Regions from separate parts of the Oryctolagus cuniculus genome. Here region 1 is linked to region 2. A link is a contact called in public Hi-C data. All regions are on one chromosome and are shown on one strand. Each heading gives the region's core, a stretch centred on a gene start, on an enhancer-like site or on the middle of the called end of the contact. The rest is flanking DNA. Distances are from core to core; before and after follow the strand shown.

The links. A called contact is a pair of places that touch in the nucleus more often than the background predicts.
Region 1: a Hi-C map of psoas muscle shows a contact between it and region 2, with 5 times the contacts expected there. The contact joins the promoter of FNDC3B here to the enhancer-like site in region 2. A contact is called at or near these places in 3 of 6 Hi-C or Micro-C datasets (embryonic fibroblasts, psoas muscle and an unstated tissue).

The regions. Positions count from the first base shown.
Region 1 is chr4:108,199,937-108,202,915 of mOryCun1.1, forward strand. It overlaps FNDC3B (fibronectin type III domain containing 3B), which reads right to left and starts at 1,480. Exons shown (of 25, transcript XM_070072505.1): 1 at 1,338-1,480.
Region 2 is chr4:107,912,184-107,915,034 of mOryCun1.1, forward strand. The region is part of intron 11 of FNDC3B (fibronectin type III domain containing 3B); the gene reads right to left. Among named protein-coding and RNA genes, the nearest start is that of GHSR, 130 kb to the left of the region's middle. Within about 2 kb of position 1,563, at least 2 of the 8 cell types and tissues checked have an H3K27ac peak or open chromatin away from gene starts, as enhancers often do.

The DNA.
Region 1 (2,979 bases), core at 230-2,729, 290 kb after region 2:
TTCTGGCCCCGGCCTGGCCCATCGCGGCCAAATTCTACGTTTTGTCTAAAGAAAATGCTGCGCTGAAGAGGAGAGAAAATAAAAAGTTGTAACTTGGAAGGAAGTCTGCAAACGGCACTGTCTGGATAAAAATGCCAGCGCTTCCTCTCGCCGGAGCGGGCAGGCTGGGATCTGGGATTCGAAAATCTCCAACTCCCACAGCGCACTCCTGGAAGCCTCCCCGCCAACGGCGCCTCGGCGGCCCAGCCCGTCTCCCGGGACGCCGGGCCCGGGTCCGCGTCTTCGACCGGGACGCCAGGGAAAGTTCGCGGGCACAGCCCGGGGCCCGGCTTTCTGCCCAGGGTGACAGGCCCTTCCCACGCCGGCCGCCCCCGCCCCGCCACGGCCACCAGACGGTCCGCGCGGCCCCGGCCCCGGCCCGCCCGGCCCCTCGCGGCCGCCTCGGGGTGCGGATTCCGCCCGCCGCCCCACCCCCGGCCGCGGCGCCCCTCGGGGGTGACCGACTGACCGGAGCTCCGCTGGCCACGTTCCGGGTCGCCCGCGTCTTCCCGCCGCGCCCCGCTCCCCCGCCCGAGCTCCCAGCCGCCAGGCTCGCCAAGTCCGGCCGCGGCCGCCGGTTACCGCCCCCAGCCCGGGGGGGAGCCTGTGGGGCAGGACGGGGAGGGAGGACGTGGCGCGCTCGAAGGTGGCCAGCGGCGAGGCGGGGAGTGTCCCGTAGGGGCCGGGCCGGGGGCGGGCGGCCCGCGGCGAGGGCGCGGGACCCTCCCGGCCAGCGCCGGAGTCCGTGCCCCCGGGCCCGCGCCGCCCCCCGACTCGCAGCCCCACTTGGCACGCGCGCCTCCGCCCTCCACCATATGGAAATCTACAGCCTCGGAAAGTGACACGTCGGAGATTCCTCGGCCGGCCGCCGCCGCCTCCCCCTCCCGCCGGCGTTCCTGCCGCGGGGATTCCGGGCGGGGGAGCGGATTCCTCGGACCTCGGCCGCGGGAGGCTGGGGAGGGGGAGGCCGGGGGCAGCTGCCCGGCTTTTCTTCCCCACGGGAGGAATCAAGCCCGTCCCTCCCTCCTCCAGACCCCGGCGAGCGCGGGCCGGGGAGGGGGGGACGGCGGTGGGGGTGGGGGGCAGACAGGAGAGGCCGCCCCCTCACGGGCCCCGTGTTCGCGGGGCTCCCCCGCACTCCGGCGCCAAGTTTTCCCCGGGAAGCCCAGAGCGCTCCCGGGACGGGAACGCACTTTGGCGGACTAGGCGTCCGGCCGGGGCTTTCCAGCGCGCCGGGAGCAGGCGGCCGAGCGCGGGGTCCCGGTGGGCTGCAGCCCCCGGGCGCCTGCACGCCTTACCTTCCCTGGGGCTGAAACGCGGGGCTCCGGGCGCGCCACACACGCGTCGCCCACGCCTTCCCAGTCGGCAGCCCGCAGGATCCCTGCCGCCCCCTTCGCTGCTCCCGCCGCCGCCGCCGCCGCCGCCGCCGCTGCTCTCCTCCTCCTCCTCCTCCGGCCGCCGCCGCCGCTCAAATAACTACCAGGAGGGTTTGATGGGGGATTCCGCCATGTCAATGATGTCGGGACCACATGGGGATTTGGGGCCCGCCCACTGCCGTAAACCGCCGAGTAGTCCCGCCGACACAATCGCAGACGCGCTGGAGCTGGGGGAGCCTCGCTGGCTGGCCCCCGCACAGCCTCACCGAGCTGGAACTCCTTTTGACTCAGCCGGACTAGGGAGGTCTGAGGCGTGGAAGAACCGGCGACGCCCGAACCGGGACGGTGCGCGCTCTGCAGATCGCCAAAACACCGGGATAAACAGTGTGAGCTCAGTCACAAAGCTGAAGCCCTGACACATTTTTTTCATTTACACCTATATTTCCTTTATTTCTGTTGTTAATCCCCGCAGACACCCAGTGTGCTGTTCTGGCACTCCTTTCTGTATTGCCACCGCTTTTGTTCTCGCAGCTCACGTGGCACCAGCTCACTTAACCGAGTGGAAATGCCTGTTTCCCCCTTCATTAGCCAGTATGCACTCTCGGAATATGCCTTGCTCTTATCTGTACCTGTCGAGCACAGCACAGCGCAGGGATCACTATAGGACTCATAAGGTGACCGTTAGGTTTGTATTACTTGAGTCAAATGCGTGTGTTCCCGTTACTCAGGCTCACGAAGGTTTATAGACCCCCATCCCATTCTTCCCCTCAAATTAACAAGGGATATCAGGAAAGGAGAACTGAGGTTCACGCAGAGAAGCCCTTGCCTTCCATGGCTGCCCCGGGAGGAATTCTGAGTAACTGCACTAGGCCTCAACTGTTAAACTAGGAGCCAGGAACTCCATCCAGCTCTCCCAAGTGGGTGGCAGGGGCCGAAGTACTTGGGCTGCCTTCTGCTGCCTTCCCAGGTGCATTAGCAGGGAGCTGGATCCGAATTGAGGTAGCCGGGACTGACCCGAGTACTCCAATGCAGGATGCCCAACATGGCAAGCAGCAGCTTAATCGACTGTACCACAACGCCAGCCCCTTGAAGCCGTCTTTCTAAATTACCGGTCCAATCCTGGGTCATAGTTCTGTGTGGGCAAACACAGAAAAAAGGCAAGGGTTCCCCAGGAGCCACAGAGCACGGTCCAGGCTCTCATGCAGGCACAGGGGACCGGTCCCACCAGACCCAACTGGACTCCAGCCTTGGCCTTGCCAGCTTCCCCCTGAGCCATGCCCTCCAGCCCAGTTTAACCCAGAGTCACCTGGGTCCCTTTGTGCCTCCCCTCTGTCTAGAACACTCTTCATCTTCCCTCTGTAAGATCATTTACTGATCCTTGAGCTGTAGCCAGAATCTCTCTCCCTTCCCACAGTCCCATAACCTTTTTTTCTCATAATCTCATAATTCTTTTCACTTTTTCTCACATTGCTCTGAAGTCATTTACCTGTTCCATTTGCCTGAGTCTTGTTCGTTTTTGTATCCACAGCATCAACCTAGAATTGTGCTTTGAATATAGTAGCCC
Region 2 (2,851 bases), core at 313-2,812:
CAAAATATTCACATACAATATGGGATTTAATATTAAAGGGATATCTGGAAGAAAAAATTAATATGCACAAAAGTCATCTCAGAGCAAAAGTGACCTCCAGCTGACAGGTCGGCAAATGGCGATGGCGCAGGTCACTGCCGCAGGTGATGCAATCTTAGTGGCATGCCTGGCACTGTCCTTTACCTGTGCTGGGTGCTCAGTTGGCTCTGGGGAGAAGCATTAGAGCAGGAACATGTTCAAAGGTACAGAAGATTTGGAGAATCCGTTTGCAAGCCAAGAAGGATCCCAGCTTGTAAACAGCATTTATAAATAAAACATTAACCAGTTCTTTAAAAAAAAAAAAAGCTAATGCTTTGGAAGATTCCTATGAATGGACAGGAGTGCTAATGTGAATGTTTATCACTGTGTATCAGAAATTAGACATCTCCAAGCCATTACTGTCAGTGAAGTTTTTACAGATGGTAAATTATAACTTCCCTGTTTTATAGGTATTGTGGCTCCAAATGATTCTGAAAGATGAAAATCTACGGCACGTTTCCAATTCCAATAAAATCCGATTTAAACTATTCAGGAGTGCCGAGATGTGCTAACTTCAGGAAGCCTGCTTCTTTAATCATCTGAAGTCAGCCTTATGCAAAGTTCCCTCCTGAAACACGACCCTAACAGAAGTGGGTAATCAGGACCGCTGTTCAGACTGGCTGGCTTCAATAAAATGTCAAACATGAGCAGGAGGGGAGCAGTGCAGTCCTAGCCTGATCCCGATCAGCCACTGCTTCTGGAGGGGCACGCGCTGTGGAAGAGGAGGAGAGGAGCTGAAGGGCTAACTGGGCCCAGGAGCTGGCTGGTCCCTAAGGAAGGAGCTGGGGCCCGGATCCTCTGAACACTGGTAGATCTGGCATGCAGCACCTGAGCAGCAGATTACACCCTCTCTCTGCTGAGTGCTGGACTTCCTGTTTCCAGTGGGGAAGGAAGAAAAAACTGAACCCAATTAGAGAAATTGGTGAGAGGAGGCCTAAAGACCACATCTTGGTCATTTTGGGGCAAACTTAGCCACTGGGCTACTGACCTCATTGGAAACGAACCAATATAAACCCCAGTCACGTTCTGGCCTGACTTCTCCGCTGCCAGCATCTGTGAGCCAAAAAAGGGCATTCAGGCCTCACTGGCTTGCTTCCACTTCGCCATCTCAGGCATGCCCAAATGCTTGTTTCTGCAGCTCACACAGTTCACTCAAGGGCAAGGTTAATCTCCGACAGAATGTGAAGAAATCTTAGAGTACAAACCAACAGATAAACTTTGAGGCGCTCAACTTGGCAGGGGTGACATACTACAAACCTGGGTTGTTTCCTTTTCCAAACTGAGTCTGTCCCTTCTCACCCCATGGAGCCCTAATCTACCATGATCCCCCACCCAGACCCAGCCCGAGAGCCCCCACTGATCACCTTGGGGAATGGTTTTCCACCAGGGCTCACGGGGTTTGTCCTCCACTGCTGGACAAAGCTGCTCTCCAGGAAAGCCTGGACTTCCCGCTGGCTGGCTGGTGTACACGGCATGGAAGGGATCAGCCCTCCCCCAGTCCTGGTGCCTAGTGCTGCCTCTTTCTCAACATAGGACAAAAATAAATCGTGCTGGGTTGGCTGCTCTGCCTCCCCTGCAGTGTCACCATGACTGTGTTTACCAGAATTCATCTGGCCTAGGCTGGGCAACTTGGCAATCTGAACAATTTTGGCAAGCAGGTGCCTCTCTCCATTTCTAGATCCATGCACTAAAAGCGGTCAACACCTTTGGGGGGAAGCCAGCCATCTAACACCTGGCATACTGCACAGCCTGTCAGCATTTGACTCTCTGCTCAATCCTCATTCTCACTTGCTTGTTGACAAGTCCTAAAAACAATGACAGTTGAGCTAGGGCTCTCCATCATACTTGATTCCTGCTAAATCCTGCCATGCTGTGAGGGAGCCCCAGGTTTTATGAAAAGGCCACACAAGGTGGGATGCCAGCCAATTACAGTGCCAGTATTTCATATGCGTGCCAGTTCAAGTCCCAGCTGCTCCACCTCCAATCCAGCTCCCTACTAATATGCCTGGGAAAGCAACGGCAAATGGCCCTAATACTTGGGCCCCTTCCCCCACATGGGGGACCCAGATGGAATTCCTACCTCCTGGCTTCAGCTTGCCCCAGCCAGCCCCAGCCCAGCAATTGTGGCCATTTGGAAGTGGATCAGTAGATAGCAGATCTCTCTCGCGCGGCTGGTGCTATGGCACAGTGGGTGAGGCTGCCACTTGCAATGCTGGCATCCCATATGGGTGCCAGTTCGAGTCCCGGCTGCTCCACTTCCGATCCAGCTAGTAGAAGATGGCCTGAGTCCTTGAGTCCCTGCAGCTGTGTGGGAGATCCGGAAGAGGCTCCTGGCTCTGGTGCAGCTCCGGCCATTGCGGCCAGCTGGGGAATGAACCAGCGGATTGAAGACCCCTCTCTCTCAGCCTCTCCTCTCTCTGTGTAACTCTTTCAAATAAATAAATAAATATTAAGGAAAAAAAAGATCTAACTCTCCCTTTCAAATCTTAAAAAATAAAAAAGGCCACATGGGTAGCCCCAGATAGGCTCTGCCCAGAGCCAGGCAGCACTGCTGTCTAGGACTTGAGAGTGAAGACACCCAGCAGATCCCAGCCCCAGGCAATGGGCCCTCCTAGCTAAGACTCCAGACATCACCATCACCAGGCACAGACCAGCCATTCCCCAGCACCCAGTACAGAGCCTTCAGGCCAGAACCCATGAGCACAGCACCAGCTCTGCTTTAATCTGCTGTGTTTTCAGGCGGTTTGTTATGAAAAACACTCGTCCACTGACG